5 separate regions of the Mus musculus genome follow, and regions 1, 3, 4 and 5 are each linked to region 2. Evidence: chromatin contacts called from public HiChIP or PLAC-seq and Micro-C data. All regions are on one chromosome and are shown on one strand. The core of a region is the stretch at or near the end of the contact, and the rest is flanking DNA. Distances in the headings are between cores, read along the strand shown. Region 1 overlaps Bmper (BMP-binding endothelial regulator). Region 2 holds the start of Bmper (BMP-binding endothelial regulator). Region 3 overlaps Gm36743 (a long non-coding RNA gene). Region 4 overlaps Bmper (BMP-binding endothelial regulator). Region 5 overlaps Gm36743 (a long non-coding RNA gene).

Region 1 (2,700 bases), core at 11-2,510, 190 kb before region 2:
AAACTTATCACACATAGAATTTGCTTTGTGAAAAGTTCCATGAGCTTAAAAACACCCAGAAGAGAAAACACTGTAAGAAATACACTTCACTCTGTTACTAATACATAGTTCTCTCCCTCCCTCACTTCTCTCTCTCCCTCTCTTCCTCTCTCCCTTTCTCCCCCTCTCTCTCTCTCTCATTCTGTATGTGTGTGCATGTGTGTGTGTATATGAAAGAGAGAGAGAAAAAACTTTTTCCTCATCAGTAAAAGAGATACTTCTTTGAAGGATGAGAAAAAATAAGCAAAACTTCCAATACTATTTATGCCAGTGGTGGTGTCCTATATCAAGGCAAGACTAACTTGTCCTGTGAGAACTCTGAATGAATATAGCAAGGCCATCATTCTGACCTCATATCAGGTTGATTTCAGAAATTCTACCTGTGCTTTCAAACTCACTAGGAAGCACTTGGCAGGTGTGGTGTGCCATGTGATTGCTGGTTTTGTCTCTCCTCTACAACAAAAGTCATTGCACAAAAATGGCCAAGCATCCTTAACTAGCACTTTCAGTGTCGTGAAAGATAAACAGTTTATTTTCAAACAGTTCAAGGTTTTGCCAACAAGAACCTGAGACATCAGGTCTCTGTGATGAGATTAGGAGCTACCACAGTTAGAGAGTTGAAGGACTGGCTAGGAGTTCAGGAAGATCCCCATCAAACATCAGGGACACAGGCTAAGGGCATATAGTGGGCTTCAGCAGTCCATCTGCCCTGTGCCAGCACCACACTTCCCAATGCCTTCATTCCTCAGAACAACGAGTTTCCCAATGCTAGATGGGGCATGTGGAGCTCCAATGGCTTCATGGTAGTCGCCAGCCAGAAAGTGACCATGTAAGTGCTCAACCCCCGTCTCCTGTTTCAGAAAGTCCATGCAGAACCCTGCACTTGGGCCTGGCTCGAGCCTACGGAGCAACTGCCTTTCTGAGTGGGACTCCATTTCTCAAGCGCAGGACATACCCAATATTGCCCGTCCCACTTCAATGTGAGAGAGGACGCATCCTTCTGCTGTTGAGTCAGGGTGGCAATAGGTTATATGGCTAGCAGAGTTATCTAGATCTTTCCTCCTGCCATTTCTAAGGAAGAGAAGACCCAAGGCCACCCTGCATCAGACCATGCCAACAACAGGCAGAACACAAGCCAAATTCCCTACTACATCCTGCCTTAGTCTGCATGCACAAAGAATTCACAAGCATGCCTGAACTTGCCCAGGCTGGTCAGATCTAGCCTTTGATACAAACACCCTCTGCCATGTTGCAGTAGCTGCTGTAGACCTTTTAAAGGACAGAGAAGAGGGCAACCACCTGGCCACTGAACAAGTCAATTCTTTCTGGTTTTGTGCATTCAATTGGTTTCTTGGGATATCTGCCAAAGCCATGCTATTCTCCTGCGGAACTCAGAGGAGCTTAAAACTAATTAATTCACCAGAGGCAAAAGACGTGGGAATTTGGTGGGAAAGACCAATCTCTATAGCCCTGCTCTCTAGTTATTGTTTGCAGTGAAATCTTTTGAAAAGATAGGCAGATGAGGTCTGGGAGGGGTATAACCTCTCCATCCTATTTGCAGCAGAGAGAAGAGTCCAAACTGAGCCTTCAGCTAGAGTGGGAGAGCTTCCAAAGGAGGCCCTTTGCATGTTTGTCTTCTAATTGACAGAGAAATGGTGCCAACCAACAGCTCCAGCACCTCTAGCTCTTTGGTTCAAAACCTCATTAAATAGGAAGAGAAGTTCCTGTTGTCTTGAATTCACAGATAGATGAACCAAGGCTTGTACAGGAAGGTTGAAGAGCCTGGTGATTGAGAGCTAGGAGTGCACAATGCTAATACTCTTAATTGCTTTGCTCTCCCAAGTCCCCCCTAGGCTTTACAAATGCAAATAAAATATGGGCCATCCAGGTGGTTAACTCATCCATAATCTCCAACTAGGACTCCTTAGGAAAGGGGTGAAGCCAATCTCGGGGGGCAGAACAGAAGGGAAAAATAAGAGAACCCAGAGGATTCAAATTATAACAGGAAAATGGCTGAAGGAGCCGAGCATATGACTAGAGCCAAATGGCTTGGCAGATACAGCCATGCTTGGGGATCTGTGATGACAGGGACAGTCTTTTTCCATCCTACTTTGGGCTGTCTTTATAGAAATTCATCTTTTATGTCCAAAGATCAAATTAAAATAAAAAGATCACATTTAATGAGAGCTAAGGGAACTAAAGTGGTGGCAATTAAAGAGTAAAAATAACCTCTCTGCGGTTGCAGACCACAGGAGTTTCCTAGTTTTAAGAGCCACAGGCAAATCACTTAAACACGGCCTTCTGAGTCGCATTCCTCTCATGTTTCCTCACACGCCCATGGTGGCTAACGTTATAGGCAGGCACGACTCTTGAACTCCTGGAATTGTGTAGTAACCAGGAGTGCAGCAGGCCAAACTCATCAACTTCCAGAGCAATTCTGTTGCAAGGTTGTCAAAAGCAAGCCCCTGTGCTGAGCTGAGCTGCTGAGTGTTAACTGGAGGTCACAGGGTAGAAAGGAAAGAAGTCTCAATTTTAATGCGATCCCTTCCCTCCTCCAACTCAAACCCGTCCTCTACTGTCCTCTGACCCAGGACATGCATTGTCATAGCTGATCATCATCTAGCTCCTTATTTTCCCACGTGCAGACTGGATCTGAACTAG
Region 2 (2,700 bases), core at 111-2,610:
GACTGTGTCAAAGAACGGGCCTTTCAGGTGGATCTGCCAACTGTTGTGGGTTGAAATGCAATCACTTTTTGAAGCGCAATCTCTTTCCTCTTTAAAATATTCTCTTTTCTGCACCAGGTGTCAGTAAAGCATGTCCTTCAAAATAGAAGCCGAGGTCTTCACCTGCCTGAAAACCTGTAATTATCATATCATGCTATTAGTAACCTTTAAAAATAAGATCGCTTCTTTACATTCAAGGTCTGGAAAGTCATGTTTTAAAGATGCTGCCTAGCACCGTGGATTTATTGGAATCCTATGGTGTTGAGAAAAGAGGATGTGCGGGAAACGGCGCGGTCTTTTCCTTAATTGCACAAGAGTGGCTACGATTAAAACAAGGATTGGGGAAAAAAGATTAAATATAAATCAAGGAATTTCCCAACTTCATATAGCAGGGTGCCTATTAGCACTCTGTCAAAGGTAGCAGTCTCTCAGTCCCCCATCTCTCTACCTCTTCATAGCCTTCCCATCCCTTTTCTCTAGGCTTCTCCGCATCCCCACCGCCCGCGAGAGTCAGGCAAGGTGCGCGTTCCTCGTCCTCTCATCCCCGGTCTGCCAGTGCCTCTTCTCCCAAGAAACCACCCAGAGTCCCGGAGGACTGGTCCCTCCCGCCCCCACCCCCCTACCTGTCAGGAAGGAGGAAGCCAGAGACATGGGGACCCCGGAGCAATTGAGCAGCAGCAAGACGCAGCAGGTAATCCCAGGCGAGCGTCGGCAAGGACGCTCAGCCAGAGCCCTGACGCTGAAGAACCAGAGCATCGTCACCTGGAGGGAATCCCGGGCGACTGCAGGTCCCGCGTCGCCGCCTCTGCTCGGCAGCCGCTGCTCGCAGTCAAAAGGGCTGTGGGCCGGCGTGCCGGGAGACAGTCGGCTGAGGGAGGCGGGCGCCCGGAGCGGCGGGGGAGGAGTGGGGGCGCCCCGGGAGGAGGGGTCCTGCGGCCAGCCTCGGCCAATGCGGCGGCTTTTTTCTAAGGGAGTTGCTCTCAGCGGGTTAGCCGTCAGCCCCTCCGCGCCAGAGCTGGGCCGGGAGGAGGGGTGGCTGAGCGGCGGGATCTGGGGAGCGGCGGCGGCGACTGCCGAGTGCGCTCGCAGCTCTGGAGCCCGGCTGAGCTCCGGCTCCCGCACGCGCAGCTCCGGCCCGGCCCCCGAGCGCGGTGTCCGGCCCGCGCGCTTGCTCCGTGCGGGACCGAGGGGCGTACTAGGCTCTGCGCGGAATCCGCAGGGTCGCACGAGGGACTACGATCCTGGCGCCGGAGCTATGCCGGCTCAGAAGCGACAGCGGCGCACGCGAACGCCCAGCCAGGCGGTCTAGCCCAGCCCCGGCCACCGGCCCCGGGGCGCTGCCGGAGCCTGGAAGGCGCGTCTCCAGCGCCCTGCGCACCGCCTCCTCCCGCGCAGAGGAGCCGCCCCCAGCAGGGATGCCACTACCCGCTAGCGCCCGGAGCAGAAGACCCGGCGCTTCCCGCTGCCCCAGCTTCGGAAGGAGCCACGGATCGAATGCAGGAGGGTCCCTCAACTTTCCACAGCCCTTTGACTCCCTCGGGCAAAGGCGGGGGACTCACGAGGCTGAGGGGACAGAGGGACGAGTGACCTTGGAGATCAGGTTCCTGTGCTTATGCCTCTGTGGGCCTGACATTAGGGAGGACAGAAGTTGGAGCGACAGAAAGGGTCGGCTAATGCACGCACAACGGCCAGAGCCTTTCTCCCTTAAAGCGTGGATCGGTGGCTCAGACTCCGCCCTTCCCAGCCGGAGCTGCCCGGGCCAGGGAGGTGCGTTAGACTAATCATTCATTCACTCGCGGGCCAGGGAGGGACCGCTGCCGCTAATCTCCACGCAGGCCGCCTTCGCGGCGGCCGCCCAGCAGGGCACGCGGTGGCAGCCGCTACCCTGCAGCGTTTCTTGCTTGGGCGGCCCTGATGTCCCCCAGTCTCGGTCTTTGATCCCCTCGCCCCGCCACCCGGTACCCGCTGAGTCCCAGCATCCCTCCCACGTCCTGCCCCCCCCACACACACACACACCCGCCCTACACGCACCCGCCAAGCAGTGCCTGGCTCTACTCAAAAGGGGTGCTAATCTAGAAAAGAGAATTTTTATAACTACATTGGGAAGGTGCCAGGTGAGAGTGAAAGGTGCTTGGAACCAATGATCAGCTAGCCTTCTTTGGAGCCTACTGTGATCACATGCTCCCACCCACACGAAGAACAGCCAGCCAGCAGGTGCCCACCCCACATTAGTTCCTGAAGCGCCTTGTGGATCCAAACTCTAATTGCTGACAAGCCTAGTTTTCCCCTAGTCTCTGGCCAGTTTTAGGTAGCATTTGTAGCTGTAGTGAGAAACTCCTTTGACAGTCCTCAGATACACTCCTCTAATGTCACCACATTTACCTGCCCCTGCCTGCCATCCGCATGCTCATTTGTTTTTTTCTAGAGATTTAAAGGGTGCTTTTAGTGAGTGCATCGTGGCCAACATCCCAACACAAGGACCACATCTCTGTGACGTGGACAAGTGGGAGGAAGGAACGCTGTCATTAGCTTAGCATGCTCCATTTCCCTCTCAAAACAGATTTTGTGTAAAATTTAAATTAAAAGAGACAAGAGACAATGTGGTTACATGTTTCCCCCAAATAACACCATGGCTAGATGCCTTGAAAGTCAAAGTGTTGA
Region 3 (2,700 bases), core at 17-2,516, 140 kb after region 2:
TCTTCAAAGTAATAAAATCCTAAGACAACTACTTATATAATGCAAATTCTATGGAAATTGTAGCTAGATTATATTTTTTTAGGCAATAATGGTAAGAAAAAATTTGTACATGTTTATCATAGATGTAGTTCTTCTAACTATTTTGGTTCAAATCGTTGACTTTTCAGATGCAGAGTGGGGGGATATGGAGAACTGTACTTAAGAGGGCAGCCTAAACAAGCCAGGTCATGTTACAGATGAGTTTTAAAGGCTGAAGGAGGAACACTTCTGCACTTGGTCAGAAAGGGCCACCCTCTCTCCCTGTCCCTCTTAGCAGTAAGCTATACTGTCGGTGGGGGACAGCATACTGAGCTAAACGACTCTAGCTCCAGATCTCCTGGCAGTTGGGATTGGCTGTGATACTGTCCTTAATGGTATGTTACAGTTGAATGGGTACGGTCTTAAAATGTACGAAGATAGTAGAGGGCAAAGAGGGGCTTATTCTCAGCTCTCTACCACCACGTCACCCTTCACAGCCACCTTCAACAGTCTTGCTTCACAGAACAAGAGAGAGCCACTGTCATGGTGAAGAAACACAAGACGGAGTAGAGACGTGGACTATCCAGGACCTAGCTGTTCCTCCCATCTGCTCCTCGCCTAAGATAAAAGCAATGGTTTCTTTGGTGTTCCACTGTATGAGACTTTTTCTTTCATCTGAGTACAGTCCTTAAACACCTAGGCGGTGTTCCATTGGAATCATTAATTTAGAAGGCGTGTGTCATTTTGAACTAGATTTCTGGAGTGACTGCCCCTTAGAAGAACCAAACTGATCCAAAACTGGTCCCAAAGTGAGGGCTCATTTTGCCAAAGTGAGGTTTTCCTTTGTTCGAGGGCCTCTTTCTTTGCTGGAAGGTGATCTGACCTCCGGGTACCACAAGTGATATGATAAGCATGAAGCAGCTCAACTGGTTCCATTCGTTTTCCTCGGGCTTTGCTCTAAAAGGTTTCTCGCTGAGCCGATTTCGCTCCCCGATAACTTCCTTTACACGCCACTTCCTAATCGAAGAGGGCCCACATCAGGGGCAGAGAAACAGAGGCGGTCCTTTCCCAGCCTTCTCCTGGGGCTCCTTAGCTCTTTACTGCACCGCTGGGCTGGCTTAGCAAAAGCAATTTGATGTCCAGAATTTCTTGGCAGCCTGCCACAGCGCTGTCTGCCCTCGGAAAGTGTAGTCTGGGCGTGTGGCTGAGTAGCCTCGCTTTGTTCTGCCTGGCTGCAGCTTTGTTCTCCCTGCCTATGTGTTCGGTGCTCACGGTGGGGGCTTGTTCTGCGCCAGCCATGAAAGCCAACATGACTTTGGAAACTGAACTATATTTTGCCAAATTCTAGTCCTTGGGTGAGACTCCCCAAACCTTAGCCTTGTGGGAGACCTCAGAGGGGAGCTTTTGGAACTGGATTCCCAAAGCCTAGATTTAAAATTGTACATTGCAGTGTGGCAGCTCATAACTAAACCAGACGAGAAATAAAATCAGTAAAATTATCAGGCTGTTCTAATTAAAGTGCTAGGAGTTAGAAGAGGTGATGCTTGAGATTCGCCCCGGCCTTCTCTCCAGGGGATGTCCTCCCAGAACTGGCCAAGATCCTCAGAGATTCCAAAGGAATACAAACACACACGCACGCGCGCGCGCACACACACATTCACATCATACACAGAAGGGTTTTGAAAACCCCTCTACCATCCAGCTTACAATAGCAAGAAAATGCTTGGCCTTTCAAGTAAACAAGACGCAGATAAACCGAGGCCAGCCACTAGGGTCTCTCCATAAAAGCATCCAGAGCATCTCCATTTTTTTATTTTTATGTTTTAATTAACAAATAAAGTTGTATGTATGAACTATAAATATTAAGATGATATAAAGTACTCATCTGCTATGATTCATTCCCAAATAATGAGGATCATTTGTGAGCTCCTTGTATTTTGTTGTATTGTATTTTCTTTGAGTTACTACTTTAACTTGCTTTAGAAACATAGCTAGAAGCAAGATTGCAAGGACATATTGTGGTGTGTGTGTGTGTGTGTGTGTGTGTGTGCATGTATGTATGTGTATACATGTGTGTAGCTGTGCATGATGTGGGCGTGTGTGTGTGTGTGTGTGTGTATGGTTGTGCAGCTGTGTATAGTGTGTGTATGTGTGTATGTACATGCATGTGTGTGTGGCTACATATGATGTGTGTATATGTGTGTGTGCTTGTGTGGCTATGTATGGTGTCTGTGTATATATCTGTGTATGTTTGTGTGGATATTTATGGTGTCTGTATGTGTGTGTGTGTTTGTGTGGCTGTGTATTATGTATGTATATATGTGTGTGTGCCTCTGTGTGTAGTGTCTCCTTATGTGCTTACTCATAAACATTCTTGTGAGAGACAGAGGCTCACTTTGTCCTTCTCTATTACTTTGCACTTTACTTTTTGAGAACCTGTAGCTTGCCAGTTTGCTTGTGTGACAGGCCAGTGAGTCCCCAGGATCTGCCTGCCTTTGCTTCCATAGCACTGGAATGACAAATGCATGCAGCTGCCCCCAGCATGTAAACAGGTGCTGAGGATCTAGGCTCAGGTCATGATTATACAGAAAACACTTCCCACCTGAGCCATCTCCTCCAAGTCATTAGTTCTAATGTATCCTCCTCTCTGCTTTCCAGAGTGGTTGCCACCAATTTAGATTA
Region 4 (2,700 bases), core at 88-2,587, 240 kb before region 2:
AGTGGAGTCTGATAAGCATGGATCAAGAGGATCATAAGAAAGGAACAAGAGGCTTGGATGATTTGAAAAGGAAATACTGAAGATGGAGGAATACAGGCAGGGAGATGGGAGTGGGGACACAGTCAAGTATGTATGGAGATTCCATCAGGAGCTCAGTCAGTAAAGGTTTGGCCTTACAAGCATAGGCCTGTGCTCATCCCTGAATTCATTCCCCAGGACTCATAAAACTCTCAGCATGGTCGATATTTCTTATGCTCTCAGTGTGCGAGCACACACACACACATACACACACACACACACACACACACACACACACGCACATAAAATTTTAATGTCATGGGCAAATCTGTTATTTTATATGCTAATTAAAAATAAAATAAATAAATATTAAAAAACAAAGATGCTTTTTTTGTGAAAAGTTGGGTAAAAGACACACTGGTTTCTCTCTACTTTTTCATACAACTAAATATGGGTCTACAGTTGTCTCAAATAAAACAGAAGAAGAAAGAAAGAAAACTTGAGTGTGACCCAAAGAAACAAAGAGAAAATAAATATCTATTGTTGTACATTATATACTTAGAAGCACAATTTGTTACCATAGTAAAGAAGGAAGTAAAGACATCTATGTGCCTAATGCTTGACAAACTCCATTTTGGGTTTGTAGCTGACATAAATAGCCAGGAAGTGTGGTAGGACGCAAGTTTCCTTGCTGAAACTGTAAGTCAGAATGGTGACCACCTTTGGAGTAAGGAATAGGCAGGTAGATAGATAGGTAGACAGATAGATGGATAGATGCATAGATAGATAGATAGATAGATAGATAGATAGATAGATAGATAGATAGATAGACCAACTAAACCAGTTGTGTGCTCTTGGGCACAATATCTTCCCTCCCAGGAAATCATTTACTCTGAGTTCCATAGACAAGTAAGTATATAACAAGATATATTGTCTATGCTGCTAATCTCTAATGAAAAGAAACAAAAAGAGCCATAGCTATTATTAGAAAGGTGTAGGTGAGAGACAAGACAAGGCAGAAACCACTTGCCATTGCCCCAGCTGAATCTGCATCATGGGCAGACGAGATGGAACATGGTCGTGTCTTTTTTGTGGTTCCAGAGTGCTGCTCCTCTGCCCCACTCTCTGGGGAGTCCCGAGGTTGGCTTCTTGTATCACAGCAGAACTCTCACCGTCCAAAAGCAGTGGGGTGTTCCCAAGGGCCAAGGGAGTGAGGGAGAGGAAAGATACAGAAGGCATGCAGTATCCCAGACCACACCCCAGCCACATGCAGTAGCTGCCACCCACTTCTGCTTCAAAGGGCTGGTCCTCCCATAGGCCTTTCTCACATTAAGCAGTGGCTGGCTGCCAAGCCCCACAACCCGCAGAAGCACAAATCCTCCACCATGTGCCTTAATAATAGGGCAGCAGCAGCGGTGGCTGTTCCCAGAGGATGTGGTGCTGGGATGAGCTTTTTCAGATGCTGGGAGACTTTCATCAAGACTTCAGTGTCTTTTGGCTCAAAAATAAAACATCATTCATATCCATTCACTGCACAAGGAAGGGCCTTTCACACCCTTGCTTTGGACAGCCATGGATGCTCCAGGGTAACCAGTCAGCTGGACCAAAAGGAGCTGCTCATCCCAGGACCTGTCCCCACCCAACCCACGGTGCTGAAGCAGTCATTCTCAACTCAAAGTAAAGGAGTTCATCCACTACAGGCTCAAAAGGCAAACCAGACATTACAACCCACTGTCCCCAGGCCAGCCTCTTAGATAGGTCCCAAAAGGGTAGAAAGAAAATCCTGTTTTCAGAAGCAACTAGGAGAGGTCTGAAAGTCTTCACAACTCTTGCCTAAAACTGCATCGATGTTGTCTACATTCCACTGCTAATAAGTGGCAAAATGAGCATTCAAAATCTAGTTCAAAACTCCCTTCTCTGCATTATTATATTATTCTTTTAGTGCCTCTGGTTAAAACCTGTCCTCTCTTCAACAACAGCCCAATAGAGTCCTCAAAGAAGGCTTCTGGAATAACCTTACCAGATGAGGTGACCCCAAGGCTGCCTCTGACAACCCTGCATGCCTCTTATCATACTTGCAACTGTGTCCTCATGTGATTGGTCTCACTTGAGCCCCAGGTCAGACAAGCCTTGCTCACCAAGTTCCCTAGCCCTGTGCAGTCCCTGGTTTAGAGTGGATACTCACAACCTATCCCCTGAATGCATTATTCACACCCACTGTTAATAAGTGGTAAAGTAAGGATTGAGGAGAAGTACAGGAAGAGATGCTGATGCTAAAGAGGTGAGGAAATAGGATGGCTGGCTAAGTAGTGGTCATGGGGACTGAAGAAGAAGAGGGGAAAGGCCATAATAGGAGAAAAATCACCATTCTGCTAGTGGCTAGGGTCAAACTCAAAAGAAAGTAAAAGAAGAGAAAGAGAAGCATAAAAAATTCCTGTGCAATGGATATGAGAATTTGCTTCTGCAGAGGAGAGTGTGACAGTCAAGACCAACATCTCCATCAGTAGTTCAAGAAGGAATAAAAAAGCCCCGTGTAAATTTCCATCAATTGAGCAAAAGTGAATGAGATTTGCAGATGTCTACAGCTGAGGAAAGCCTGAAGATGTGATGGCTCTAGAGAATGAGAATGCAACTCCTCCCCAGCAACCCTCTCTCCTTCCTAGGAACCCAAAGGAAACAAAC
Region 5 (2,700 bases), core at 200-2,699, 180 kb after region 2:
GTCTCTTTGAACCGCAAGCCTCCTACAGTCTTGCGTTTTCTCAAACAGCCAACTCCACAAGAAACACAGACAATCCACTTCATTGGACACTGAGTCTCACCCTCGGAGAGAGCATTGGAGTCACGGATGAGACACAATATGAATAATTTGCGTGATCAGGAGACATTTAATCTGGGCCAAATCCATTTGGTCATGAGGGTGATTTATCAGAAAGCAAACACGCTGCCAAGATACGGGAGGGGGCGGCTCTCGGAGTTGATTTACGTGCCCAGCAGAACACTAACGTCACTGCAGATCTCCCTGGAGCCAACACAGGTCCTGGGCAGCTCACAGCTTTCCCTGCACCCGACTAGACTCTCTGGTAAAGGAACCTCATCTTTCAGACCACCCTACCGCATGCGCAGCACCAACCAACCAGAAAGAATTTGGGTCGGTGGAAGTTGTTGTAAGTTCCCTGAGCTGCACTGATGTGACTTAAATTCTGAATAGTGACCTCATCTAGAGGCCACCCGGGTGTTCTTGGAGACACTGGGCGCCACTGGGACTGAAGAAATTAATCACCTGCAGCTTCTAGGCCCAGGAAACTTCACGGCTCCCATGGTTCAAGGAACATCCTGCCTAAATATTATTCTGCACCAGGCGTTTACAGCCTTCTCTGTTGTCTCTGGATTCTGGCTCTGAGCCCCCACCACACTCTGGGGGAGGAAATCCCAGAGTGTCCCCACCATCTCACCCAGCTTCTCGGGTGACATCAGGCCCAGCCAAGGAACATCCCAATCTGTCTCGCTGCCTGTGAGACACATTAGATCTTCAGGGCAGGACCTGACATTGTTTTGTAACACAAACGCTTTCCACCCAGGGTGAGTGAGTCGGGAGGGGGGTGGGGGTTGACTGTGGAGTCGGAATAGTCCCTATCGTCTGTTATTGTAGCCTCCCGCTCTTCCTTCTGATGACTGTGTTCAACATAATCTATGACACTAGGTGATAAACCTGCAGCACTCAACTTATAAGCAAACAATTCCTGTCTTTTTTTAGGGACTTATCTCCTCCAGCAGTCAAAGGAAAACTGTATTTAGTGTCTCCCTGGCGTCTAATTCCTTTTTCCTCCTCCTCCTCCTCCTTCTCTTTTGACACAGAGAGACAGATTTTATGTTGGGTAAAGGACCAGAGTTCAGCTTCTTCCTAGATCATAATAAACGGCTTTATATGGAGGGACAGGCCGAGCATCCAGGGCTGGTTGGAGAAAGAAAAGTGCTGGCAAGGATGGCTGGAGGCAGGGTCTTCCTGCGGCCTGATGATGTGTCTGGAAGCCCAAGGCAGAAGTGAGAAAAGCCGAGATGGTGTTGGGAAATGGAGTAGCTGGGAGGAGAAAGACCAATGGCAGGCCTGTATAAGAACCCTCAGTGCTTTTCCCAGGGTCAGAACTGCAGCAGGGCCATAGGAAGGCTCTGCAGTGTTGTATTTACACAGCATCTTCAAAACATTTCACAACAGCCTCCTAATGATCCCCTAAGGCAGAGATCAGAACTGCTCTCGGTTTTTATGTGAGGAAACTGGGTCTGGAGAGCCAGTTTCCTCAGGCTCTGACATTAGCATTTGTTCATTTGAGACAAACTCACTTGCTCTCTACACAGTAAACCCACGCAGCCTTCCCCAACATTGTAAGGACTCAAGGGGAAACACAAACACTTGGCCCAAACTTTCCTCTCCAGTTATTTATTCTATTATTCCTGTATAGATGTGGCTAATTGCTACTGAGAAATCAATCTTAGTACTTAAGAAGGAAAACCAAACAATTATTTCGGAGTTCAAAGGTGAAACTTACATTTACTGACAAATGGGCTCAGCTCCCCTCCCAAACCTGTGTCTGTTGTGGCAAGAGCCACATCAGGGAGTTCACCCTGCATGGTGGCTGATTTCCACCTACTGGTACAGGACAGAGGTGTTACTAAAGAAAACCTACACCAGGGGATTGTGTGTGTGTGTGTGTGTGTGTGTGTGTGTGTGTGTGTGTGTGTGTGTGAGTGTGTGTATGTGCATGTGCATATGTGTGTGCATGTGTGTGTGTGTGTGTGTGTGTGTGTGTGTGTGTGTGTGCATGTGCATATGTGTGTGCATGTGTGTGTGTGTGTGTGTGTGTTTAGGTGTGGCTGTGCACAAGAGGACAACTCACAAGAGTCAGTTCTCTCCTTCCCTGTGGATCGTCAGAACTGAATTCAGATCACCAGGATTCTCAGCTGGTGCCTGAATGCAATAAACAACCTCACTGGCCTTGAAGGAAATTTAACTACAAATTCAGAAGAGCAGTGCCTCCCATCTCACATGCATTCCCGGTGACTGAAGGTTTCCTCTGAAGGACAGATGGCTTGTCACACCCTTCTCAGGAAAAAGTACACTGGCCATTTGGGATGAGGTCAATTGCCTGTTGGTCTGAAATGGATTTTTAAAGATGAGACCCATTCTTTATCCCAAGTTTCAGATCCACTTGACCCAGCAGAAACACTACAACAACACTGTGCCCGTCTCTGTGGTTTAGTCCTCCCCCACGCTCAGCCCTGAGGGAGTATCTTCTAGAATGAAAATTGTTCTGGAAAGCAGTGTATCAGGTAAACCCAGCAAGAAACAGACACAACAAAGCAGAGCTATGCTGCAGATGTCCTCGGTGCTTTGTGTGTGTCAGACAGAAGGCAAAGCCGGGCA

Evidence for each region. Hi-C and Micro-C count contacts between places; a contact is called where the count stands out from the background. HiChIP or PLAC-seq counts read pairs in DNA pulled down with a chosen protein or histone mark.
Region 1: an H3K4me3 HiChIP or PLAC-seq map of neural progenitor cells shows a contact between it and region 2, with 6 times the contacts expected there. The contact joins the enhancer-like site here to the promoter of Bmper in region 2. A contact is called at or near these places in 3 of 39 promoter capture datasets (the 3T3-L1 cell line and liver), 3 of 484 Hi-C or Micro-C datasets (brown adipocytes, cardiomyocytes and muscle stem cells) and 4 of 115 datasets of contacts at active chromatin or transcription factors (embryonic forebrain, neural progenitor cells, neural tube and 1 more).
Region 3: a contact with region 2 is called in an H3K4me3 HiChIP or PLAC-seq map of neural tube, with 4 times the contacts expected there. The contact joins the enhancer-like site here to the promoter of Bmper in region 2. A contact is called at or near these places in 8 of 39 promoter capture datasets (3T3-L1-derived adipocytes, cranial neural crest, embryonic stem cells and 5 more), 3 of 484 Hi-C or Micro-C datasets (the G1E-ER4 cell line, cranial neural crest and embryonic fibroblasts), 5 of 115 datasets of contacts at active chromatin or transcription factors (embryonic hindbrain, embryonic limb bud, embryonic midbrain and 2 more) and 2 of 9 other capture datasets (adipose tissue and liver).
Region 4: a contact with region 2 is called in a Micro-C map of the HL-1 cell line, with 5 times the contacts expected there. The contact joins the enhancer-like site here to the promoter of Bmper in region 2. A contact is called at or near these places in 2 of 39 promoter capture datasets (both in the 3T3-L1 cell line), 5 of 484 Hi-C or Micro-C datasets (the HL-1 cell line, embryonic fibroblasts, myocytes and 2 more) and 3 of 115 datasets of contacts at active chromatin or transcription factors (the NIH/3T3 cell line, neural progenitor cells and vascular smooth muscle cells).
Region 5: an H3K27ac HiChIP or PLAC-seq map of extraembryonic endoderm stem cells shows a contact between it and region 2. The contact joins the enhancer-like site here to the promoter of Bmper in region 2. A contact is called at or near these places in 19 of 39 promoter capture datasets (the 3T3-L1 cell line, 3T3-L1-derived adipocytes, the C10 cell line and 11 more), 42 of 484 Hi-C or Micro-C datasets (B cells, the C2C12 cell line, DN3 thymocytes and 28 more), 20 of 115 datasets of contacts at active chromatin or transcription factors (SST interneurons, bone marrow-derived macrophages, craniofacial prominence and 13 more) and 2 of 9 other capture datasets (adipose tissue and embryonic stem cells).

The regions. Positions count from the first base shown.
Region 1 is chr9:23,407,226-23,409,925 of GRCm38.p6, reverse strand. All of the region lies in intron 13 of Bmper (BMP-binding endothelial regulator), which reads right to left. Among named protein-coding and RNA genes, the nearest start is that of Gm39311, 170 kb to the left of the region's middle. Within about 2 kb of position 1,260, at least 14 of the 459 cell types and tissues checked have an H3K27ac peak or open chromatin away from gene starts, as enhancers often do. A contact at or near this core is called in neural progenitor cells, where this site is marked.
Region 2 is chr9:23,221,736-23,224,435 of GRCm38.p6, reverse strand. It overlaps Bmper (BMP-binding endothelial regulator), which reads right to left and starts at 1,360. Exons shown (of 15, transcript NM_028472.2): 1 at 663-1,360. The coding sequence starts at 795.
Region 3 is chr9:23,082,212-23,084,911 of GRCm38.p6, reverse strand. The region is part of intron 7 of Gm36743 (a long non-coding RNA gene); the gene reads right to left. Among named protein-coding and RNA genes, the nearest start is that of Gm36743, 87 kb to the right of the region's middle. RefSeq lists an enhancer at 202-1,780. Within about 2 kb of position 1,266, at least 91 of the 459 cell types and tissues checked have an H3K27ac peak or open chromatin away from gene starts, as enhancers often do. A contact at or near this core is called in adipose tissue, embryonic limb bud, neural stem cells and 1 more, where this site is marked.
Region 4 is chr9:23,459,553-23,462,252 of GRCm38.p6, reverse strand. All of the region lies in intron 13 of Bmper (BMP-binding endothelial regulator), which reads right to left. Among named protein-coding and RNA genes, the nearest start is that of Gm39311, 120 kb to the left of the region's middle. Within about 2 kb of position 1,337, at least 19 of the 459 cell types and tissues checked have an H3K27ac peak or open chromatin away from gene starts, as enhancers often do. A contact at or near this core is called in the HL-1 cell line, where this site is marked.
Region 5 is chr9:23,039,915-23,042,614 of GRCm38.p6, reverse strand. The region is part of intron 5 of Gm36743 (a long non-coding RNA gene); the gene reads right to left. Among named protein-coding and RNA genes, the nearest start is that of Gm36743, 45 kb to the right of the region's middle. Within about 2 kb of position 1,449, at least 20 of the 459 cell types and tissues checked have an H3K27ac peak or open chromatin away from gene starts, as enhancers often do. A contact at or near this core is called in adipose tissue, extraembryonic endoderm stem cells and muscle stem cells, where this site is marked.